2 separate regions of the Bombyx mori genome follow, and region 1 is linked to region 2. The links are chromatin contacts, called in public Hi-C maps. All regions are on one chromosome and are shown on one strand. The core of a region is the stretch at or near the end of the contact, and the rest is flanking DNA. Distances in the headings are between cores, read along the strand shown.

Evidence for each region. Hi-C and Micro-C count contacts between places; a contact is called where the count stands out from the background.
Region 1: a Hi-C map of middle silk gland shows a contact between it and region 2, with 1.6 times the contacts expected there. The contact joins two enhancer-like sites. A contact is called at or near these places in 2 of 7 Hi-C or Micro-C datasets (middle silk gland and whole pupa).

Annotation. Positions count from the first base shown.
Region 1 is chr4:5,248,019-5,255,142 of ASM3026992v2, reverse strand. All of the region lies in intron 2 of LOC134198743 (a long non-coding RNA gene), which reads right to left. Among protein-coding and RNA genes, the nearest start is that of LOC134198743, 25 kb to the right of the region's middle. Within about 2 kb of position 2,407, at least 1 of the 8 cell types and tissues checked has open chromatin away from gene starts, as enhancers often do.
Region 2 is chr4:5,200,433-5,207,072 of ASM3026992v2, reverse strand. No RefSeq gene overlaps it. Among protein-coding and RNA genes, the nearest start is that of LOC134198743, 23 kb to the left of the region's middle. Within about 2 kb of position 4,257, at least 1 of the 8 cell types and tissues checked has open chromatin away from gene starts, as enhancers often do.

The DNA.
Region 1 (7,124 bases), core at 1,158-3,657, 50 kb before region 2:
AAACATATTTAGAATCCGTAAGGACACAATTAGTAAATGATGGAATTTTACCGATGTGAAAGGAATACAATATTAACTAATGTTCTAATTCCAAATGAAGATCTGATGTAAAGTAAACAATATACATATGATTTAGTAACATGAGGAAATAAGTATGTTATATAGTAACAATGATTTAGAACTTAAGAACTAAGAGTTAGAGTACATTATGTGTTTATGAGAATTGATATATGACTTAGGTACTAGTGTGAGGGGCATAACATAACAATAGCTACTTCGCGAATGCATCTACTACCGGATCGGAATCGCGACCCTCTGAGAAGTTCCGGCGAGAAACTCAGCGGGCTGATGATTGATTAGGTGAATTTATGGCTATGTTAGTACTCGTAAGTTATCGGCATGCATGTCTTTCAATGACATGCATTTTTTTAAGGATGTGTATTTCAACATTATCTCAGATTGAACAAAAACAGTCTAAATAGAAAAGCGTACGAATGTTGGACACGTTTCTCAATCACGGTAATGATAAAGTGAAGGTTTATGTGCGTACGCGTACTGCCTCGCTCTCGACGGACAAACGAACAACCACGCAAAAAAGTACACCATAAACATTACGTTTATGACGGCAAATAAAGCTCGCCATCTTCCCCGTAGTCCCGTAGTGAATTATTGCTTTATTGCTTCAGAAATATTTCACAAACAGAAAATATTTTATGATTCTCCAGTTAAGAGCGGTCGTATATCATTTTAAGCCATAGATAATAAAATTCGTAAGTCACCATGAGCGAGACAAAGCGCAAAAACGAGAAGCTGTCGACCTGACCTCGGACACTAGAATTAAATCATACCTCGATTTATTATATATAGCTCGTAACAATGGTCTAGTATCTTTTATTGATGTATTTCAACTAAAGATAATATTAAAAAACGATAAAAATATTTAAAAAATTACGCATTATTTGTCGACAAATCGAAATAAATGAATTATGTTCCATGTTGAATTTAATAAGCTATTCGTGATATTACGCCAATATTTAAAGTTTTATTAGTATCTATGTAATAGAAAAAAAAACTTAAAAAGTCGAATATTGTAACACGGATTTTGTGTAAAACTAAAACAAAATATCTATTTTAGTTAAAGCTTCAAGACTTCATGATCGAAATTAATACACAAGCGCAGTAGATCTTTCTAATAGGTAATTCAACAAAATCGATCATAGCAAAATCATCAGATCATTCGTATAAAAACATGCGCGTAATAATAGCGCACCAAAAATCATGCGAGCGAACGTCACGCGTGGAATTTCGCGTTTTGTCCGTCACAAACATAAAATTGGAATAGTTAATGCCCAGCGAAATCGTTAAACGAACGAAGACTGTAATTGGAAGACGTTAAAAATATCCAACAGTTGTTATACTTGACTGTTAAATGTTTTAACGTGGCCATTAGTCTTTTCGTGTTTACACATGTGTTACATTGTTACCTCCTCGATGGTGCACGTCAGCGGTGCAACCACTTATTACATGTATCATGGCTCTATTGTCATATGAAAACGACCTTTGTTTTATTTAAATTGCATTTACATATTTTGTCGTAAACACGCTTATTTACTGACACTGATTTTATGTTTCATTACGTTTGTCACGGTTTATGTTGTGAGGTTTAATATAACGTTATTTATTCATACATCTATGCATGCGCGTAAGTAAATTTTGAGATTGGTACTGAATATCGTTGTTCGAGAAATTAAGACTTGTCGGATCGTGTTTGAGTTTTATTAGTATTGTGGTTGTATCGTACTGGATTTAATGTTTAGGACAAAGGTCATCTTTTTTTTTTTTTTTTTCCCTACGTATTCGCTGGTAGTCTAAGAGGCTAACTACGCCCGGACAGGTAGGAGAGCTCACGGGCTCAATCTGAGTGAATTTGCTAACACTAGCCCTAGAAAGAGCAATGCTTCGCAGAATCTACCAGGGGATCGGAATCGCGACCCACTGAGAAGATATTGCGAGAAACTATGAAACTGTGTCTATGGGTTAGTTCGCGCATCGAACTCTTCGTCGTAATAGACGTTATCATATTTCATTAGGTACTACGGCTCACAATTATTATATAGTTAGCAATTCTCACGTTGCTTGCGACACATTAACAAATTTTAGTATTCACTACACTTTTTTTAACGTCACACAGAGCATCTGCGTAACAAAAACGTCGTATTTACATAAAAATTTCACAAGACACATGTAAGTTTCGACAGCTCAGTGTCGCCGAGATGATTTGGTTCGCTGCGGGTAGCTTATGCCGAAACAAAAGAAAGTTCCCGTTCCCAGAACGATCAAGGAACTTTACGGCTACAATGTTGTAATTGTCGTGATTTTTTCGAAACCGAGGCCTCATGAGTTCTCGGAAGGCCGAAGGACATTACCAAGGTGAGCGTCTATAAAAAATAGTCGGTACATACGTGTCGAGATTCGTATTCTGGGCACGAACTCATTAGCGTTTTTTTACGTTCGATGACGGATTTTAACGTTCATTGATAAATTGCAAGCTCTTAGAGTTAATCATCATTAATCATATTTATTTTGGGAATCATTTTAGTGGTGCTGACGAGGAGTACGATGATCCGTCCGCTTTGGTTTTTGTCTAAACAGGCATAGTCCGTCTCAGATTTCTATGCATACAGTTGATGGGGACATACGGAAGACACATTATATTACGCACACAATGCTTAATTTGAAAAAAAAAAAAAAAAAAAAACTATCAGGCAGCGACTTAGCTGTGCTCCTGGCATTGCTGACATCCACGAGCAATAGTAACAACTTCGCATGAGGTGAGTCGCAAGCGCGTCTGCCTATTAATCGATTGATATATCGCTTCTCATATGGGGCAAACATTCGTGTCATGAACAGGTTTGTTTGCTCTTTGTCTGGGTGTATATTATCTATATATTTAAACGTACTATATATATACATAAGTATGTATGTCAGTCTCTGAAACCCACAACACGAGGAATCCTAATTTGGGGCCGGATAATCGTGTGTTATTTGTTCCCAGTTATTTATTTATTCACTTGGCATCAGGTATTTACTAGTGCTGGTATAAATATCACCAGGAATACCATTAGTCACCTTGAGATATAACGTCGAATTCTCAGTGAAGCTTTTGACAGCTTCATCTCAAAAACCAACTGACTGGTGGGGTCTCCCCGTGTGAGTTTTGCCGTCGGTTTTATTTTTTCATAACACATTATTGTTCCTTCATCGTGCAAGTATTTCCTTCAAAATTTGGTACGTCTCTGGCTCACCAATTTAGTCCATTGAGTTTCTCGCCGAATCTTCTCAGTGGGTCGCGTTTCGGTGATCCGGTGGTAGATTCTGCGAATCACTGCTCTTATTAGGGCTAGTGTTAGCAACGTCCTCAAGTTGGAGTCCCGTGAGCTCATCCATACCAGTATACCAGCTTAGAAAGACCAAAAAAAGGTGAGGTTTGAAACATTTTCAAATATTTTTATGACATTTGTTGGCAGATGTGCGTGCGGCTCATCTGATGATAGCTACATTAATGCAAGGCGCTCAGCTAAGCGGCTGCCTAAAGCAATTTTTTTTTTTTTTTATGTTTGAAAGGTTACTGGTGGCCCGGAGGCTTTTCCAGTTTCACCAGGACAGGTGGGCGAGCAAAATCTCAGCCAGGAGGGGTGTGATTTGCTACCAACTGCCCGAGCGCCTCCGAAGGAGACTTAACAACTCAAGAGAAATTGCTTTGCGAATGAATCTACTACCTACCTACCACCTCAAAAAGCAAATCATGGTTGTGTCGCTCGATGATTCGTTAATTCTTATTAATTTTGTTGCGATTCAAAGTACCATTTCCTAAACGAGATCTCTACGGTTAATATAGCGAGTTAATTCTAGGGTTGTCCGTGTAATTTTTCAGCGCTTGACATTGCAATCGGAAGTGTACCGGCGGCGAAGGTCTTTTTGTTCCTGCAACGCTGTCGCGATGGCTTTCGGAAGTCAGTTCGCAGCGCCGGCCAGAACCATTCAAATATCGACAAATACTATTTCATTCGGCGACTTATTAATGACGCCACGATTGTCCTATGCTGTTCGCGGGAGTATTGATCTGAAAAAAGAGAAGTAGGCATTTTCCACTGCATTCAATTGGTCAATTGTATGAGTTTTGTGAACTAAACAGTTTACTGGATGTGTTTATTTATTATTGTTTCTGTAAAATTTCTTGATGTCTCTATAAATCGAGTAATCTATAAATTTCCTATAAACAATTATTTAGTAAATGTATTTGATGGAGTTAGAAGAACCTAATGAGATTGTAAGCTAGGCCGGTGCCACAAAGCCAAGACGCAGCCCGTCTGACTATTTAGAGTAAAAAATTAGTATTATTCTTCTATTCTATTCTTCTCTTATAGTAGTTCTCGTTTCGTTTGAGGCTCGAATAGGGCTGTCAGTCGATTAAACTCCGGTATGTCCCACCTACCGCCCTCAGTGTTTAAGCCTTGTTGGGACTAGGCGAGTATTTTAGTCGAGTACCCATCGAGTAATTTAGTGGCTAAACTACTCGCTACTCGCCCGAAAAAATTGAACAAAATGGATTGACTTGACTAAATTATTTAATAACCTACTCGACTAAATTTTTGGTGTTCAGACACATTTAGCTACTAAATTACTCGGTTCTCGACTAAAATACTCGCCTAGTGCGAACAAAACTTTAGGGCGAAGTCAGGTGATTTTCTTCTCATTAAAAATATATCTTATCTAATCAGATGATTCCTCATAACATCGTTTTGTAAACATTTATAAGAGATGGGTATTAATGGCTCTGTTATAGACCGCCTTATTAGATTTTTTTTATGAATGATGTTTTTACTGGTGGCCCAGATTCCTTTCCAGTTTCACCAGGACATGTAAATCAGCCAGGTGGGGCCTTCTTAGATACGAGCCGCTTTAACATATTTTTTTAACGAAATAAACTCTTTACTTGATATTAGTATAAAAAAATACACACACAATTTTTTGTCTTTGAGGTTAGTTGCATCTAAGTGTAATTATACGTTGCATTGTATGTTTCTATAATCGCATACAGTTCTGATTTAAGTTGAACACATAAATTTGACACATCAATGATAGTGAATAATATACGGTGCGACAAAAAAAACGTTCCATTTCTTAAAATTACAAACTTCAACGTGGGAAGAACATGCTTTCACGTACGTACACAATGAAAACAGAATATCATCAAATTATTACGCATGTGTCCAAAATTCACGTTCATTAACCCGTGAGAACTTATTGTTTAACGTGACGCGTAATCTGTTCGTGTAATATGTATAAGTATTCACGGATAATAATGTCGAATGTGCTTTATGTATTAATATCAAAACGATATAAGCGCCACAGCAAAATCTCATTCGTTTCGTCGTCCTGTCATTTTGTTTGTTGTACTTACGTCACTTCGTAATCCGAGTCGAAAAACTTTAGGACGTCAAACCAAATAATATTAACTTGTCTCACTCTAATAGTCACGGTGTTTTTGTAGAATGTTTTATTAATTTACGTTTTTCTGTTGTATGTTCTTTTTTTTTGTTTTAGTTTCGGAGTTCCAGGAAAAATACGTGCGTTGGTTGCAAAAAAACGAAGAATTATATTCGTACATTATTGGATTAACGTGTGCTCTTTAATTTTAATATTATGAACATAAAATTGTCGTGGTTCTACATGATGATGTATATGACTCGGTGTAGGTAGATAAAAATAATTTAAAGACTATGATATACGATCAGGATGTCTTTAGTTAGTAACTATGCAGTTCCCGGCTTAGAATACGACAGATCTTTAAATTACTTTTTTTTATTGCATATGTGTGTATACGAGCTCACAGCCCACCTGGTGTTAAGTGGTTACCGGAGCCCATAGACATCTACAACGTAAATGCCACCACCCACTTTGAGATATGAGTTCTAAGGTCTTAGTATAGTTACATGAGCTGCCCCACCCTTCAAAGCGAAACGCATTACTACTTCACGGCAGAAATAGACAGGGTAGTGGTGGTACCTACCCGTGCGGACTCACAAGAGGCCCTACCACCACTAATTACGCAAATTATACTTTTGTGGGCTTGATTTTTATTACACGATGTTATTCCTTCACCATGGAATACAATCGAGAACATTCGTTAAGTACAATTCGAACACTGGTGTATCGCTAGATACGAATGCACCGGACGTCTTATCCTTTAGCCCATGACGACTTCCTGTGTGTTAAGGGGCTATTTCGGGCTACCTATAATCTTATACCAACTATAGGATTTCCAAGGAGGGTTGACGTCGGGCCGGCGGCCAGTCGTAAAACTCATACCAAATCTCTATGCAACATGATAGGTTATGCCGCACCGACTCCCAATTTAACTCAACATATAATTCTACAAACAAACATAGTCTTCGTCTTTCGAGAGTGTAGTAAAAAAAAACCTTTTGATACACTTCAAATTTTGTGTGATTGCTTTTAGTAAAGCATGCTATGATCTTGCACGGGAAGATGCCCATATCCGGCTTTTATCTGGGGCTAAACAACCATATGTTCATGTTTGAAGACTGGAAGGTTATGGTATAGGCTTTGACATCATGGCCCAAGAGGTTGGCGGCTCTTGTTGTGGTAACCACCTAACCTCAGATGGGCTGTGACCTTCCACTCTATTAATGCGATAAAAATATACCAACAATTTGTGAAAGTTAAACTGAGGTAGTTATTCCCTTCACATACATTAATGCCGTACTTTTTAAAGATATACCGAATCATACTAAACATATTTCTTGTTTAACAAAATACTCACTATTTTATCTAGTTATTCTAACCGCCTCGCATCGGGTTGGTCATGAGCTCATCTGTTCAAATGAACTAATAAATATAGATACAAAAATTATCACTTAATACTCATCAAAGAAGTTAATATCTTTAATAATATCTACACAAACTGGCGTGTTAAAAATGAATAATGTTATTAAAATCAACTCTCTTACAACCAGTCATTTATTAACGGACCAATTAATTCAAAGCATGAAAGTATACCGATTTAACATCTCGGACCGCGTAATCTGGCCACAAATATA
Region 2 (6,640 bases), core at 3,008-5,507:
AAAATGCGAAATCATTGCTACATTTATTACACTATTACTAGTTATAGGCAGAATGCTACTACCCCTAGTGGTACTATCTTCGTTCTTACCATTGCAAGCTAATGCTATGCAAGTAGCCTCCGGACTATAAAGCGAATCAACACTCTAGTGTGAAAGCTCTACTCACTCGGTAAAACATGTGACTGATAACTGATGTAAATTTTGTAATTTCGTTTTTTATATGAATCGTAAAAAAAATATCAGTAACAATCTCTGAACTTTCTTTTTAACAATTTTAGTAAAAAACAAAACAAAAATAAGTACAAGGGTGGGTCGGGTGTTGGCGCATTTACGTTGTAGATGTCTATGGGCTCCAGTAACCACTCAACATCAGGTGGGCTGTGAGCTCGTCCACCCATCTAAGCAATAAATAAAAAAATAAGGTAAATTTAGTTAAGAAAAAAAAAAAAACGGTCTGTATTACAGGAAGGAACTACGATGGAATCTGGAAATCTATCAGTTTCACTTTGATTTTCATTTTCACAATAAGAAGCCGCAGATGTCAGATAAGCGTCAACAATTTTCTCTGTTCAAGTTCCGATATACATATCTTATATGGCTTTGCTCACCTTGCGTGAGATTTACTTGTTTTCTCTAGCGATTTGAGTTCGCTCAATAAATCTTTCAGCGTGGCCACACTGCCGTCCCCAGTTGGGACAGATGACCATGTGGTATGTTAGTCACCGTCGGTCATTCTATGCCTATTTCTGCCGTGAAGCAGTAATGCGTTTCGGTTTGAAGGGCGGGGCAGCCGTTGTAACTATACTGAGATCTTAGAACTTATATCTCAAGATGGGTGGCGCATTTACGTTGTAGATGTCTATGGGCTCCAGTAACCACTTAACATCAGGTGGGCTGTGAGCTCGTCCATCCATCTAAGCAATAAATAAAAAAAAAAGCGTATCGTGAAATCTATTTATTTTTGTGATGCATTTCTTAGCTAGATCTACCAAAGACAAGACAATTACTTAGCCTAGCATCTTGATAAGGAACACGAGGAAAAATAAATGAATAATTAAACACTTACACTTTAATTTAAATATGTATGCAATAAATGCAATAATTGAGCGCTGTTATGCCGAAGTCTTTGTCGATTATTAAGCAAATTTCTGTTTCGATATTGTTATAATTCAAATCGTGTTGTGGTTGTGAAAAATGATTCAAAGCTATAAAACACTTGTATATACAATCGTCACATCGACACATACAGTCACCTTCAAAACAAACATAACAACAATAAATCAATACTAGTTTATAACAATTCGTAATTGTGCTAAGCTTATTAACCTGTTTGTGGAAACATTATAGGATTGTAAAAACATTGCACTTTGGTCTGAACCTGGGTTATTTATCATTAAATATTTAATCACTGTTACGATTCCGATCGGGTGGTAGATTCTGCTCTTACTGGGGCTAGTTTTAGCAAATTCTCTCAGATTGAGCCCGTGATGTCACCTACCCGTATCTGTCAGCAGCATCTGGGCGTAGCTGGAATAGCCTTTTAGGTTACTAGAAAATTGGTAGGGAAAAAAAAGGAAAAAAATATGTCAGTGACTATAAAAGTCGCAATAGTAACTGTACAAAGTTTAAATGTGATAGAATACAGGAAAAAAGAACGATTATAAACTGTCTTTGTATGTACATACATGTTATTTGCATCACTAATGGCCCACCGAGTTTCTCGCCGGATCTTCTCAGTGGGTCGCGTTTTCGATGCGGTGGTAGATTCTGCGAAGTACTGCTCTTGCTAGGGTTAGTGTTAGCAACACTCTCGGTCTGAGCCCGGTGAGCTCACCTACACGTCAAGGAGAAGCTGAAATAGCCTCTCACAGCTATCAGCATAGGTAGGAAAAAAACATCACTAATGCTTCTGGCTTGTGATGCTAAAGAAAGTGTAGAACTAATTTAAAAATCGACGAATTTGAGGTGAGATCTTTTCATCGCGTCCCCACTAGCTAAACTGATACATTTTATAACACCATGGTTCCTAGCAGTTAGTAGACTTGAAGTCGTCTGAAAAATCGTCAGGCCAACAAATGATTTTTTTAACAATCACTGTCTTTGCTGCTGATAGTTTCAAATTACTTCTACGTCCAAAATTATTTTCCCCAAATTCTACGTACAAATATCTCACGATGTGTGATAGCATTTGTTCAAGATTTACATTTCGTCAATAATATCAGAGTTCAGAGAGACTTGACTTTGGATACATTTATAACGATCGTCAAATTTGATTGTTACAAAATTTGAATGGAAACGTTTTCAGCGTATCATTGAAAGACTTCAATTAATTGAATCCTTACATGGGCCGCGTGTGTATATTACATAATATGTTAATCCATTATTGATCTTTAGACTTCTTTGATCGTGACGAGAATAGATTATTTGTTTTAAGTGTGTGGGTGTTGTATCTGAAATCACGTTCGTATTGGGATTTGTAATGTCACTGGTGTCGCGATTACATTGGCCTATTTATATTTTATTTTATTACGTTAGATTGGTGGACAATCTCACGCCGCATCTGGCATAGTTAGCAGTGCCCATATCTATCACAAATACCGTTACAAAATCTTAATTGTATGGCGACTGTCTCACACTTCAAGTTAGAATGCCTCGAATTCGAAATTACCGGCATGGTGGTACGTTCCGTATTAGTAATCAGCAGAGAAATGTATGCGACTGCGACTTTCTCGACCTTTTTCTGGCATTTCCTTGTCGAAATAATATATCAGTACAACAGTATCTTAAGTAGGTACTGAATTTAGGAAATGTTGCAGGCTTACACGACTGGATAACACCATTATTGATTAGTGATTATCTCAATGTAACTTCTGAGTTCTTTCGATTCAGACTTTGACTTCGTGTCTACAAGCTCCGGCAATGACTTAGATTCTTACCCGGAGCCCGTCTAATTATAATTCTGAAAAATATATACCTATGTTGAAAATAGATGAGAGTGGGAATGAGTTGCTCGCTCCGGGCATTTCAATATTGTAATAATTGTTACGTTATGATACTCATTGCAAAAATGAATATTGAAAAAAAATCTGTTATAAAAAAAATATCTAATATTTAAAAAAAAAAATACACCCGCTGAGTTTCTTGCTAATTCTTCTCAGGACGGAGGCTAGTTTTTGTGAATTGGCGGTAGTTCTTTTGACGTTCAACAAGTATGTACTTTCATTTATGTTGAATAATTTTTTTTGATTTGATTTGATTTGAGTAGTGCGAAATCTAGGGGATGATTACTTCCCTTTTCCTCCTGTCTAATCTTTTTAACGTATCGTATTTCTACTACATGTGGATTGATAGGTGCTCAACCTGAGAGAACTTGCTAACCTAGCCTTAACAAGAGGAGTGTTTCGCTTAATCTACTACCGCATAGGAATCGCGATCCTTTGAGAAAATCGGTGGGTGGTGTCTATCGACTAGCTAGCACATCGTACTGTTCGTCGCATTTGACGAGTTTGATGTAAACGGTGACTGGTGCCTGAGGGACTTGAAGGCTTCGAGAATGGATAGGGAAGATCCAGTAAGATTTACCAATACTTCCTGCACATGTACATTCTTAAATTACTTTTTAATATTTTTTTGTATTTGTTTGCAGACCCCAGACCTCTAAGCCATATAAGTAAATAAATAACATAGTAAAACTAATATATCAGGTAAACACTGTGTTGGTAATCCCCAAAAATCCGTATTTAATCCTTTCCGGCAGGGTGGCAACAGTTTGGGCTTTCGGCAGACTTTGTGACGCCGAAGCGAAATTATGAAATTTCGGAACGTTTGGCGGCACTCTGTGTCTATTCAGGTGTGACAGGGTTGTCGAACAAAATTTTCAGTTTCCACATGATAATATGGGAATGAAACGATGGTGGCGAAGAAGGGACAAATATCATACGAAAATTGTGTCATATTTGGTTTTTTAATCTCTGCGATCTTCTAGTTTATTAAAATTTATCGTCAAATTAAGAGTATTCGTTGTTATCATAATTGTTATTTTATACGTCTAATTTTTTTCAACGATTTTCAATGTACATTTTATTAATTTACATACTCTGCAAATTTAACATTAGTGTTTAAATTAGAATAGTGACAACCCTAAAGCTAGTTAAAAATCATCAAGTAATCTTTGCAGATCGCATGTTCCATGGAACAGGATTACGCAGTTTGGCATTACTGTATTCTAGGAAGGTACGTCACCAGGTAGCTGGCCCTATGCATTCTTTGTTTTCGAAACTGCGAATAATAGTCGCTCTAAACACGTTAGAACCAGGGGCTATATTTGCTTGCGGCAAAAGAGGGTTGTCTATAAATTTTTGTAGAATATTATTTATTTGTACAGCAATCTCTGCCTTTTACCCACGTGTTATGGGTTAGTATTGCTTATTTAATATGAGGATTATTTTACTTGCATTCTTCTTTTCAATTTCATTTTTAACATAATTTTAAATTAGTTTCACCGTTATCTGTGAATGAATATGACCAATTATATTTCATGAATGTGTTCCTAGATGTGCGCAACGAGGGTGGTCGTTCTTATCAATGCACTGATAAAAAAATGACTCACAGGTGATACCGTTCGTGATTCATAAAAGACGAATCTATTCTTAGTTTCAAGAATACTTTCTTGCTTAGGATTTTTCATTTGAAGTGACCAATTTGTGGTTGTAAGCTGATCCACTAATTAGAAAAATGGTTGGATCGCTATTTACATTATTCAGATCGATTATCGTGGGAACTGGGCCAAACCCCGAGACATGTGGAACAAGTCATTAGTTGACAATAATTACTAAAACGATTAGACTTAACATAACGCGTGTCGACGTATTACAGTTAAACGTGGACCGCCCACCACAAAGTACGAGGGAAAAGCAGGAAATAAAATAAGTTAGGTACAGAACAGGAACGGATTTGGAAGGCGTCTCTTGTGACTCGTAAATTATGTAGAATGGTAGGTCCGTATATATCATACGGACCTCTAATAAAATTTGGATACGTGATTTGATTGTAAACTTGTTTTTATTAGTAATTTATTTTATCAATCATAATACATATATATGAAGACACGTTGAAATGTTCAACTCTATAATTATCGAAAGTTGCTAGTGATGAATGATGATGACAACGAATAGTTGCTTCGCCGCCAAAATTCTGATTTGAGTCAAAGCCGAAGAAAGCATTTGAATTCAAAACCACATTGGCAATCAATTAAAAAACTAAAGTTTCAAATTTAACACTTGTAAAGCATTTCGATTAGTATACGTGGAATCTGATCAGCTCAACGATTTTTGGGTCACGACCCCCAAAAATCTTTGAATGCGGGCCCAATAGGACCGCTTGACATGCGAATCAGACATTAGTAACGACTCTAATATCCCTTTTGATTTTAAGTAATTTATATGAAATTACGCGTAGTGAAGTCCTGAAAACGGGTATGCTTTGATAAAATTCCAAACGCGGTACGATTAGGCAGACGTATCGATGTTAATGATCGATTGTCCTACAATTATAGTTTGTACAGTGATTTTATATTGAATATTTCATTGCTGTTTTTGAATGTAACGTAATAACTTATTCCGAATGCGACTTTGATAGATAAATTATAGGTTTCTATAAATAGCTTCGACCGCAGAGTTTAATTCATGTTAAAGATTATATAAATGTAGTAATTTACTGGTGGTAGGACCTTTTGTGAGTCCGCACGGGTAGGTACCACCGCCCCGCCTATTTCTGCCGTGAAGCACCAATGCGTTTCGGTTTGAAGGATGGGGCAGCCGTTGTAACTATACTGATGCCTTAGAACTTCTATCTCGAGGTGTGTGGCGCATTTACGTTGTAGATGTCTATGGGTTCCAGTATCCACTTAACACCAGGTGGGCTGTGAGCTCGTCCACACATATAGGCAATAAAATAAATAAAAATTTAAAGCGGATAACAGTTTTATCGTCCTTCACTTGGTAATGGGATTATCTTTTGCGCTGGAATTTGGTACAGTGGTTATTGGCATATCAAGGAAGTTGAACTGTCATACGATAGGTGAAGCAAAAGTGATAGAAACAAATATGTGTATTTTATAGGTTTTTATAGAAAAACGAAGTCAAGTAAATTAAATGGTAAGGAATATTTAAAATAACACAATCTTTCTAGTCAATTCCTTGTAGTAAGTGGATACACAAGGAATGTTATCTTTTCTCGTCGGCGCGTCGGTGTTGTAAGAGACAACTAAAGGATTACCTGAGATGTGATACCGGCGTACTGGCGTATTATAACAGCAACATTTGCTGGTGGTAGGGCTTGCTATACTGCTTATTTGCGAAGCAGTCATGCGTTCTTGTTCGAAGGGTTGGGAAAGTCATTATAGAATAAAATAGAGATTTCTTTCTCATATCTAAAGGTGTGATGTGTGATGTATATGGGGACAGGAATTCACTTATTTTATTTACGCAATAAAAAAGCATAACATACGGTTGGTTTAGTGCACAAAGCATAAAGTAAATTTTAAAGTCCCACGAGGAAAGCCCATGACGTTTATATACAAAATCTATTTACGAAAGAACTTGAGCCTTATCGACACGATACAACTGCTGATATGAAGAAC